2 separate regions of the Rattus norvegicus genome follow, and region 2 is linked to region 1. The links are chromatin contacts, called in public Hi-C maps. All regions are on one chromosome and are shown on one strand. Each heading gives the region's core, a stretch centred on a gene start, on an enhancer-like site or on the middle of the called end of the contact. The rest is flanking DNA. Distances are from core to core; before and after follow the strand shown.

Region 1 (4,186 bases), core at 617-3,116:
AGCAATCCATCGTGCAAGGTGGGGAACATTTGCTCTGTCCATTGTGTGCCGATGAAGACCTCTGCTGCTTCCATTTCTTGCCTTTGTGAGACCGGTGCTCCAATAAATGCGGGAGCACAAACATCTCATTAAAACAATCATTTTAGGTTCCATGAATAAACGCTGGGTCGTCCTTGATTACTCTGACTTGCATCGCTCTATTGAAGGGGTTGTACCTGTGGTTTTCATCAGTGGATTTTACTCGCAGTGTCATTTCTCATTGGATACCAAGACCCTGTGGTGTAGTTCTCTCTTCCAAACGGAAACATTTCTGCTAGAGGGGGAGGCTCTTGAGACTTGAGCTAATGAAGCTTGCAAGGCACAAGAAGCTGATGAACAATGGTTGGAGATGGATTATGGGTTCAGAGCATTGGCTGCTCACACTGTCAGTAACTTCAGTCCCTGGGATTCTGGTGCCCTCTTCTGGCCAGCAGGAGGCACTGCACACACTTGGTGCACAGAAAGACAAGCAGGTGGCACACCAAATATGGTATAAAATAAACTCAAACTCATCAAACTCAGGACTCAGGGAACTCAGAAAATTCTGAGATGTACAAGACTGCCCCCACCTCCCAAGAGTACACAGCCTGTAAACGACTACCGAGGCAGAGGAGACTCTCCTATCTTCCATGGGGATCTGCCTCCAAGTTGGGCAGAGCACTTTAGGGATGCAGCTTTTTGGAGTCCTTGCCTGCTGATTTCATCATTCATGGAAGTAACCCCTCACCAGTGGTTCCAAAGTAACCCCAATAAACCCACCGTTCCATTGCGCTAGACTTGGGTGGAATATGCCCTATATGATACATTCTGTGTGTGTGTGTTGTCTGAACCAGGAAGTCAGCAAAAACGAGTGTTCGAGAAAACATGGAGAGACATAGAATGTCTACCTAGGGCCACACTTGGCCACTGAGGTGCAGAAGAGGACGGACAGCAGTGGTGTGGAGTAACAGCAGAATCCTGTCTCTAGTATCCTCATTCATGCAGGCAAATACTCTTAGGGAGACCCCAAAATGGCCAAAATGTGAGGCATATGCTTGATCTGACTCCTGCTCCTGTAACAGAAAAGACCTCATGAGCTGTGATACACAGGCTTGAGTGCATCCCAGAGATAAAAAGTCAGTGGGGGAGGGCAAAAGAGTCCAGGGGAAGCAATGTGAAAATTCATGTCATGCCATTTGAAAGATGATTTAAAGGCCACTTTAGAGAAATAACTGCCAAGCAACCAGAGTGGTGAGTGCTGAGACCTGGACACAGGGACACAGAAATCCCACAGGATTAGGGGTGCCTAATGCCCTGGGAAACTGCGACATCAGGAGAGGTTGGAAAGGTATTGCAGGGCAGACTAGCTCCAGTGCCAGGAGCCACTAGGCAATGTGGCTAGTCTAGACCAAGATGTGTGCCAAGTGTAAAATACCTTCCAGATTTTGGAGACTCAGTGGGAAGAGACAAAGTTAAATATTTTTATATTGTTTGCCTGTAGAGATGATAATATTTGGGATATATTTAGCTCAATAAAATATACTGTTAAAATTAATGTTACCTGTTTGTTTTTGCTATGTGAAAGTGGCTACCAGATGATAGAGGGCCACTGAGGTGGCTGGCATTTGATTTCCACAGGCCACCACTGGGCCTATTGGTGGCTGGGTGGGGGCAGGGGAGGCTGGGGTTGAGGAAGGGTATTCCAAGCCAGTGGAATTTTCTAAATCAGAAACAGGATGGGGAAGTGACTGAGCTATTCAGATGAGGGAAATCTGCAGCAGGTCAAACTTGCATTGCTGCACCGTGAACAAAATCAAACAAAGCCAAACCACGAGATCCCATTACATCCCTCTGTGGGCTGTTCCTACTTCCCTATCCACCGCTCCCCCACCACCACCACCACCTTCCACACCACCAGGTAATCACAGAACCTAGCCTTCCTGCAGGATGTAAAACACAAAGCCAAAAAGATCACTTTCAGGGCACAGGAAAGTAAAGAGGAAATGTTCAAAAGAAGACCTTACTCCTCTTGTTCAAGAGCCAGGACAAAAACTGAAGCCCATCAGCCAAGAGGCAGCAATTCCCAACAGTGTGGTCCTTTGTGCCTTCCTTCAAGCCTGCTGACAGGAAGGGCTGTTACCATGGAAACGATCCCAGCCAGGAAGCACACTGGAGCAAACACAGACAGTCTCAGGGCTTGTTCTGTCCACAGAGTCGACCAGTTGGTAAATATTACACCAGGCACATACCAGAGACACAGAGCAAACAGTTTGTCATCTGGGAGCTGCACTGGCCTGGCTCCAGGGGGAGTGTTACACTGGGAAAATGCAAAGCTTAGACCCCATATTACCCCGGGCATTGCCCACAGGGTAGAGAGCCATCATAAGATGTAGAGGGAGGGCTCTCGGAGTATGTAGCCTTGTAGGCACTGGTATCAAAAGAGACATTGAGTCATTCTGAGAGAAATCAAGTTTAGTTCCCAGCACCCACTGGCAGTTCCCAACCTTCTTTGACTCTAGTTCCAGGGTATTTGGTGCCCTCTTCTGGCCTCTGTGAGCACTGCATATACATATTGCAAGTACATACATGCAGGTAAAATATTCGTGTGTGTGTGTGTGTGTGTGTGTGTGTGTTTAAAAATAAACCAATCTTTTAATAAACCCATCTTGTATACAACGCAGGGTCAGTGTGAGCATTTAACAGGCTAATGAATGAAATTAATGTGATCTGGTATACTGTAGGTGCTCAGTGAACACTACTCTTACTTTCTACTGTAATGAACGCATGAACTCTGAACAGTGCCTCCCTTCTGCCCACAAGTATAGACCACCATCTTGCTTATTATTTATTATTTTTAACTTAGGTTTTGCTGTGCTTGGAATTGAATCTAGAACTTCAAGCACTCTACCACTGAGCTATGTCACCAGCCCATCCACTCTCATTTCAGGTAGGAAGATCAAAGCTACCTTGACTTCCCCAGCACTGATGACTGGGTTAAACAACCAGCTGATATCCCTCCACCCCCACCTTTTAAGACACACCTTTCATATCCTCTGCCTATGGAACTGACAGTGTAGGTGTAAACACGGCAGTCACTGGGGTTCCTCCAGCTGGAAGTCGCTGCCCTAGTGTTGCAAGGTCATGAGTGTACTGTCCTTTGCTCTTGGAAAGCTTATTACCCTGAGCCATGGGGGTCAAAATATGTCTCCCTGATCCCTAGCCTGAGGTGACTAACCCAAAGGCAGATTCCTGGGCCTAGTCCTCAATCTGCTCAATCAGAACATCAGGGGACAAAGGCCAGACACCTACATCTTCAGTGTCATTTCCAGAGGATATCCATGCCCAGACTTTCAAACACTTAATTTTCTGTATCATTCCTGCACTTTGTTAAACTTTGGGTTCTTTCTCCACTTGTTTTTTTGTTTGTTCATTTGTTTGTTTGGTTAGTTTTGGTTGGTTGGTTGGTTTGGTTTCTTGTTTGTGTGAGACAAGGTCTCACTAAGTTGCCCAGGTAGGCCTTGAACTTACAACCTTCCTGTCTCAACCTTCTTTCCAGGTAGCTGAGGTCAGGCCTGCCTTCTGCGTTTTTTAAACTGATTCTGGGACTACCTGTGTCAGACTCTCCTACATGGAGGCTAGGCGTGCAAGATTCAGGCATTACCTCAACTGAAGTGTGGTAGCCTCTGGGCTCAGAAATGACAAGGAGAACAAGCCACACAGGTGATCCCTAATCATACTAGGAGTAGAGAGCTGCTAGCCTGTTAAGCTGTGCTTCCTCTTGTGGTGTGCATATTAACAGCCTTGGAGGTTTATTAAAGCTCACTTGTGGGGGTAGGAGAGATCGCTCAGTGGTTATCAGTAACTTGTTGGTCTGGCAAAAGAGTAGGGTCCAGTTGCCAGCACCCACGTGGCAGCTCACATCTGTAATTCCAGTTCCAGGTGTTCTAATGCCCTTTTCTGGGCTCTAGTGGCAATTTCAGTTGTATACACATAGGCACACACAAACACACAGACACTCCCCACACTCACGTGCAGACACATAAGATAAAAATACATTAAAGGAAATTTGACTCTTTTCAAAAGTTACAATGTTGTGCACTCTGTAGTAAACTTAGAGTCTGACTTTTCATTATTTAATTGAATAATTTCCTATTAAAATTCTCCATCC
Region 2 (4,038 bases), core at 1,242-3,741, 160 kb after region 1:
TCTGCTACATTCTGCACCAAAGAAGAAACATTCTGTCTCTTAGAAACATCAGTGTCCATTGTCCTCAGCATCTTCCTTCTAGGGACAAGATGATCACTGATAGATGATGTAAATCTTGGTGAGGAAGAGAAGCCAAGACTCTGATATTCCTGACCAGCTTCATGCAGGATTCCAGTCAGTATAGACAGAAAGTGTTTGGCTAATACCATATATCCTCAGAGAAATTCCTCCAGCATGATGATGTCTTACCAAGTTCATGTGTAAGGACCTTGAACCAGTGGAGACTTATGTGTGTCTGTGTTCTGTGGGGAGGTAAAATGTAGGGAGTGCTTGACTGTGTCTCCCTGAATCCCCACTGTCAGGTGTTGGGTTATAGGGAAGGGTCAACGCACCACTCAGGGGTTGAGAAAATGCATTCTAAGATGGGGAAGACCAAAGTTGGGGTTCCCTGACCCCCAGGCCTCCACTTGCCACTGGGGTATTGCACAGAGGAGTTGGGAACAATTAGGGGTCTATGTGCACTCAACAAGGCCAGGACTATTGGGGTCCTGAAGGCTGAAGATGAAGACCCTGGGGCTGGGGAAATGGGGAGCTCCAGCTTCACTCATCAGTGATTGTCCTTAGGTTGGCAGCAGTTGTCTGGAAGTCCAGAGAGTCCTTCTATGGGAGACTTAGGCTGTGACTCTGTAGGGAAAGGCCCTCTCTGTGCTCTTCATGGTGATTTTGGTGGAAGAGACGGTTCATGCTTGTCTATACCATTTATTGACTATTCAACATGGCAAATCAATGCATACCAACTTCTCAGAGTGCACCAGAGATTAGATACCTTTTGCAGGGAGGAATGCCTAGGTAGGAAAGCTTATTGGTTAAACCTCAGTAGCATGGAGAATATGTTTTGGGCTACATGATGGACTTGGGGAGTGTGGACACATGTAGCAGGCCAGGAATCTGGCAGGGAGCAGGGTGCCTACCTCCCATCTCAGGTGGGTTCCCAGGTATCAGGGTTGCTCTGGCTAGTTTTGTGGGTCAACTTGACACAAGCTGATTTATCACAGAAAAAGGAGCCTCAGTTGTGGAAATGCCTTCATGAGATCCACCTGTAAGATATTTTCTCAATTAGTGATAAAGTGGGGAGGACCCAGCCCATTGAAGGTGGTGACGTCCCTGGGCCGGTAGTCTTGAGTTCTGTAAGAGAGCAAGCTGAGCAAACCAGGGGAAGCAAGCCAATAAGAAACATCCCCCCCATGGCCTCTGCATCAGCTCCTGCTTCCTGACCTGCTTCCTTTGGTCTCTTCATCAGTTCCAGTCCTGACTTCCTTTGGTGATGAGCAGCATGGAAGTAAGCTGAATAAACCCTTTCCTCCCCAATTTGCTTCTTGGTCATGATGTGTGAGCAGAAATAGGAACCCTAAGACAGGGGTCTCAGACCTGTTGTACCTTATCAAGTTTCCTGGTATGGTCCACTGTCCCACAGACTTACTGTCTTCCAGTGAAAAACTTAAGGACATCCAGAGTCTAGCCTGTACACATACACTAGCCTGGTCATTGATTATTTTGCTGTCTGTGCTCCTTCTCCCTTGTAGAACATAACACAAACACTTTCCCAGGAGAACTATGTCAGTCAGTTTTGCATTGTTGCGGCACAGGACACCTGAAAGAAGAAACGGGCTCACTCTTGAAGAGGGTTTCAGTCTCTCATGGTAGGGAAAGCATGGCAGAGCATTTCAGTTCGCAGTGACTGTTCCCATCCCTGCGGACCAGGAAACAGTATGATGGGGAATGGGAGCCAGGGGCTAGTGGAACATGTGTAGACCTGCTCCTAGCCACTGACTTCTGCTAGCAAGGTCCTACCTTTCAAAGCTTCCATAACCTTCCAGACTAGAGCTACCAGCTGTTGTACGTAAGCACTCGACATGCCATACAGTATTGTGACTCTATTCCACGAATGACAGGCAACAGGAAACTCCACCCAGGCTGTAATTAATCCCTGTATTCTGTCCAGGCAGTGACAGAAACAGAAAGTCAAAGAATTCTACCCTGGGGAGTGGCTCAGGCAGTGAACTGGGCCCAGCCTACCTTGACAAGAAGATAAAGTAAACCCAAAACTTCCCTCCATGAACTCCAGTCAGTCGACTTCTAGCCAGTAGCTGCTAGCACAGTCTCCTAACAATATGTTCCTGATGACCCCAGGACAGGCACACTGGCCTCCAGCCCAGGTTTCACCCACCAAACCTTGGGTTAAAGTTGGGCCTGGGGTTTTTCAATCCCTCTAGGCTTCAGCCTCCTCCTCTTCTATGAAATGGAATAACGTAGATCCTAAAGCCAAATGGCGCAGGAAAGCATTAGGTGTCATCTTTATAACATGGCCACAGTGGCACGTGCCACCTGGGGACAGTGTGGCTACCTAAGCTTGCATGCTTACCTGCTGGGATAAGAAAACAATGCTGGGCAGGTTTCATGTGCGAGTATCTGCTGCCTCCTGGTGGACACAGCTGTGGCCTCACAGTTTATCCAACGCTTTCTGCAGTCCAAATCTTGAGGGCTGTGTGAGCTCGCCCGCTTCTCTCCTCGCCCCTCTCCATACAAAAACAAACAAAAAAAAAAACAAAAACAAACAAAAAAAGCTAATAGGCATCTAGAGTGAAGCCGTTTCACATTTCACAGACAAAGAAACTGAGATTTTCTAGAACATGTACGATATGAAAGAAGAGAGCTAGAAGACGCCAGTGGAAAAGTTTAAGTGGAGGGGAGAGAGGCGAGGTAACCACACATGAGGATGCATGAAAAATTATTATTATTACTATTATTATTATCATCATTATTATTATATTTTTAAATGGTAATCTAAAATGTATTTTAAAAATAAAGATAATAATTTGAATGCGGGTGCCCAGGTATTCTCTCGGAGGTCCCAGTGTTTCCCAAAACAGCACTATGGAAATTGATTTTGGTAGTCCACCAGAACCTGATAAGATCCTCTTGCTGAAGCCACTAGCCACACACTTTGGATACAGGACACTGAGACATCAAGCTAGCACTGATCCAGGAGCTTCCTCCCTGATCAACGTGCCAAGAATAAATGATGGTGAAGTGCTCTGTCCTAAACAAGACTGCCTTTTCTGAGGTGTGGGAAACATCTCAGAAAATGAAGTGGGAAGAATATAAGAGAAGGAAAATGGGGGGGGTGCTACAAAAATCTGTCTTCTGGTCATAGCATGCATGGCCATAACACTCGTGAACTCATTATTTCTGTGGTAACACGACCTGCATAAAACCAGGCATGTCGTCATGGATGGGAAGGCGACTCATGAGAGCCTGCCCTCCCTGGGGGACTATTTACAGTTATTAATAGCTGCTAGTTGCTGTGGGAAGAGGACTCGTTTGTTTCAATGGTGTAGCAATTGGTAAGCTGCCGGTCAATAGGCAAGGTTCCACTCAAGCTCAGGTAAGAAACTCTCACTAACTTCAGTGGGTCACACACACAAAACAGACATGAGAGTAGAAGAGGAATGGCGAGGGAAGAATGGCTTCCTTAGAAGAGGAAGAGGCATGAGGCAGACTAATAGAGTGAAAATGATTAACAGTCATTCTAGGTATGTATGCTAATGTTGATGGAGGAAGGGGAAAGAGGGAGGGAAAGAGAAAGGAAGGAGGGGGAGAAAGAGGTGTGGGAGAAAAGAAGGAAGGAAGAGATGGAGAAAGGAAGGAAGGAAGGGAGATATATATATGTGTATATATATACATATATATATATATATATATATATATATATATATAGAGAGAGAGAGAGAGAGAGAGAGAGAGAGAGAGAGAAAGGAAAAACTAAGGCTTAAAGAGGACCAGCCATGGAAAGCCAGCACTGAGACTTAATAGCTATTATCCCACAAGACCAGCACCAAAGGTTTGACCACGGGGCATTGCTACAAGGAGGTGTAGGACCTTGAGGAGGTTGGCCTTAGTAGGCAATTCTTGAGTCATTGGAAGGTTGTTCCTGAAGGGATTGTGGAACTTTACTTTCTCTCTCCTTCTGCTCATTTT

What was found. Hi-C and Micro-C count contacts between places; a contact is called where the count stands out from the background.
Region 2: a contact with region 1 is called in a Hi-C map of the A7r5 cell line, with 2.3 times the contacts expected there. The contact joins two enhancer-like sites. A contact is called at or near these places in 12 of 12 Hi-C or Micro-C datasets (the A7r5 cell line, the Rat2 cell line, Schwann cells and 7 more) and 1 of 1 datasets of contacts at active chromatin or transcription factors (oligodendrocytes).

What each region holds. Positions count from the first base shown.
Region 1 is chr4:146,892,790-146,896,975 of GRCr8, forward strand. No RefSeq gene overlaps it. Among named protein-coding and RNA genes, the nearest start is that of Lmcd1, 54 kb to the right of the region's middle. Within about 2 kb of position 1,867, at least 54 of the 93 cell types and tissues checked have an H3K27ac peak or open chromatin away from gene starts, as enhancers often do. A contact at or near this core is called in the A7r5 cell line, where this site is marked.
Region 2 is chr4:147,049,005-147,053,042 of GRCr8, forward strand. No RefSeq gene overlaps it. Among named protein-coding and RNA genes, the nearest start is that of Ssuh2, 27 kb to the right of the region's middle. Within about 2 kb of position 2,492, at least 5 of the 93 cell types and tissues checked have an H3K27ac peak or open chromatin away from gene starts, as enhancers often do. A contact at or near this core is called in the A7r5 cell line, where this site is marked.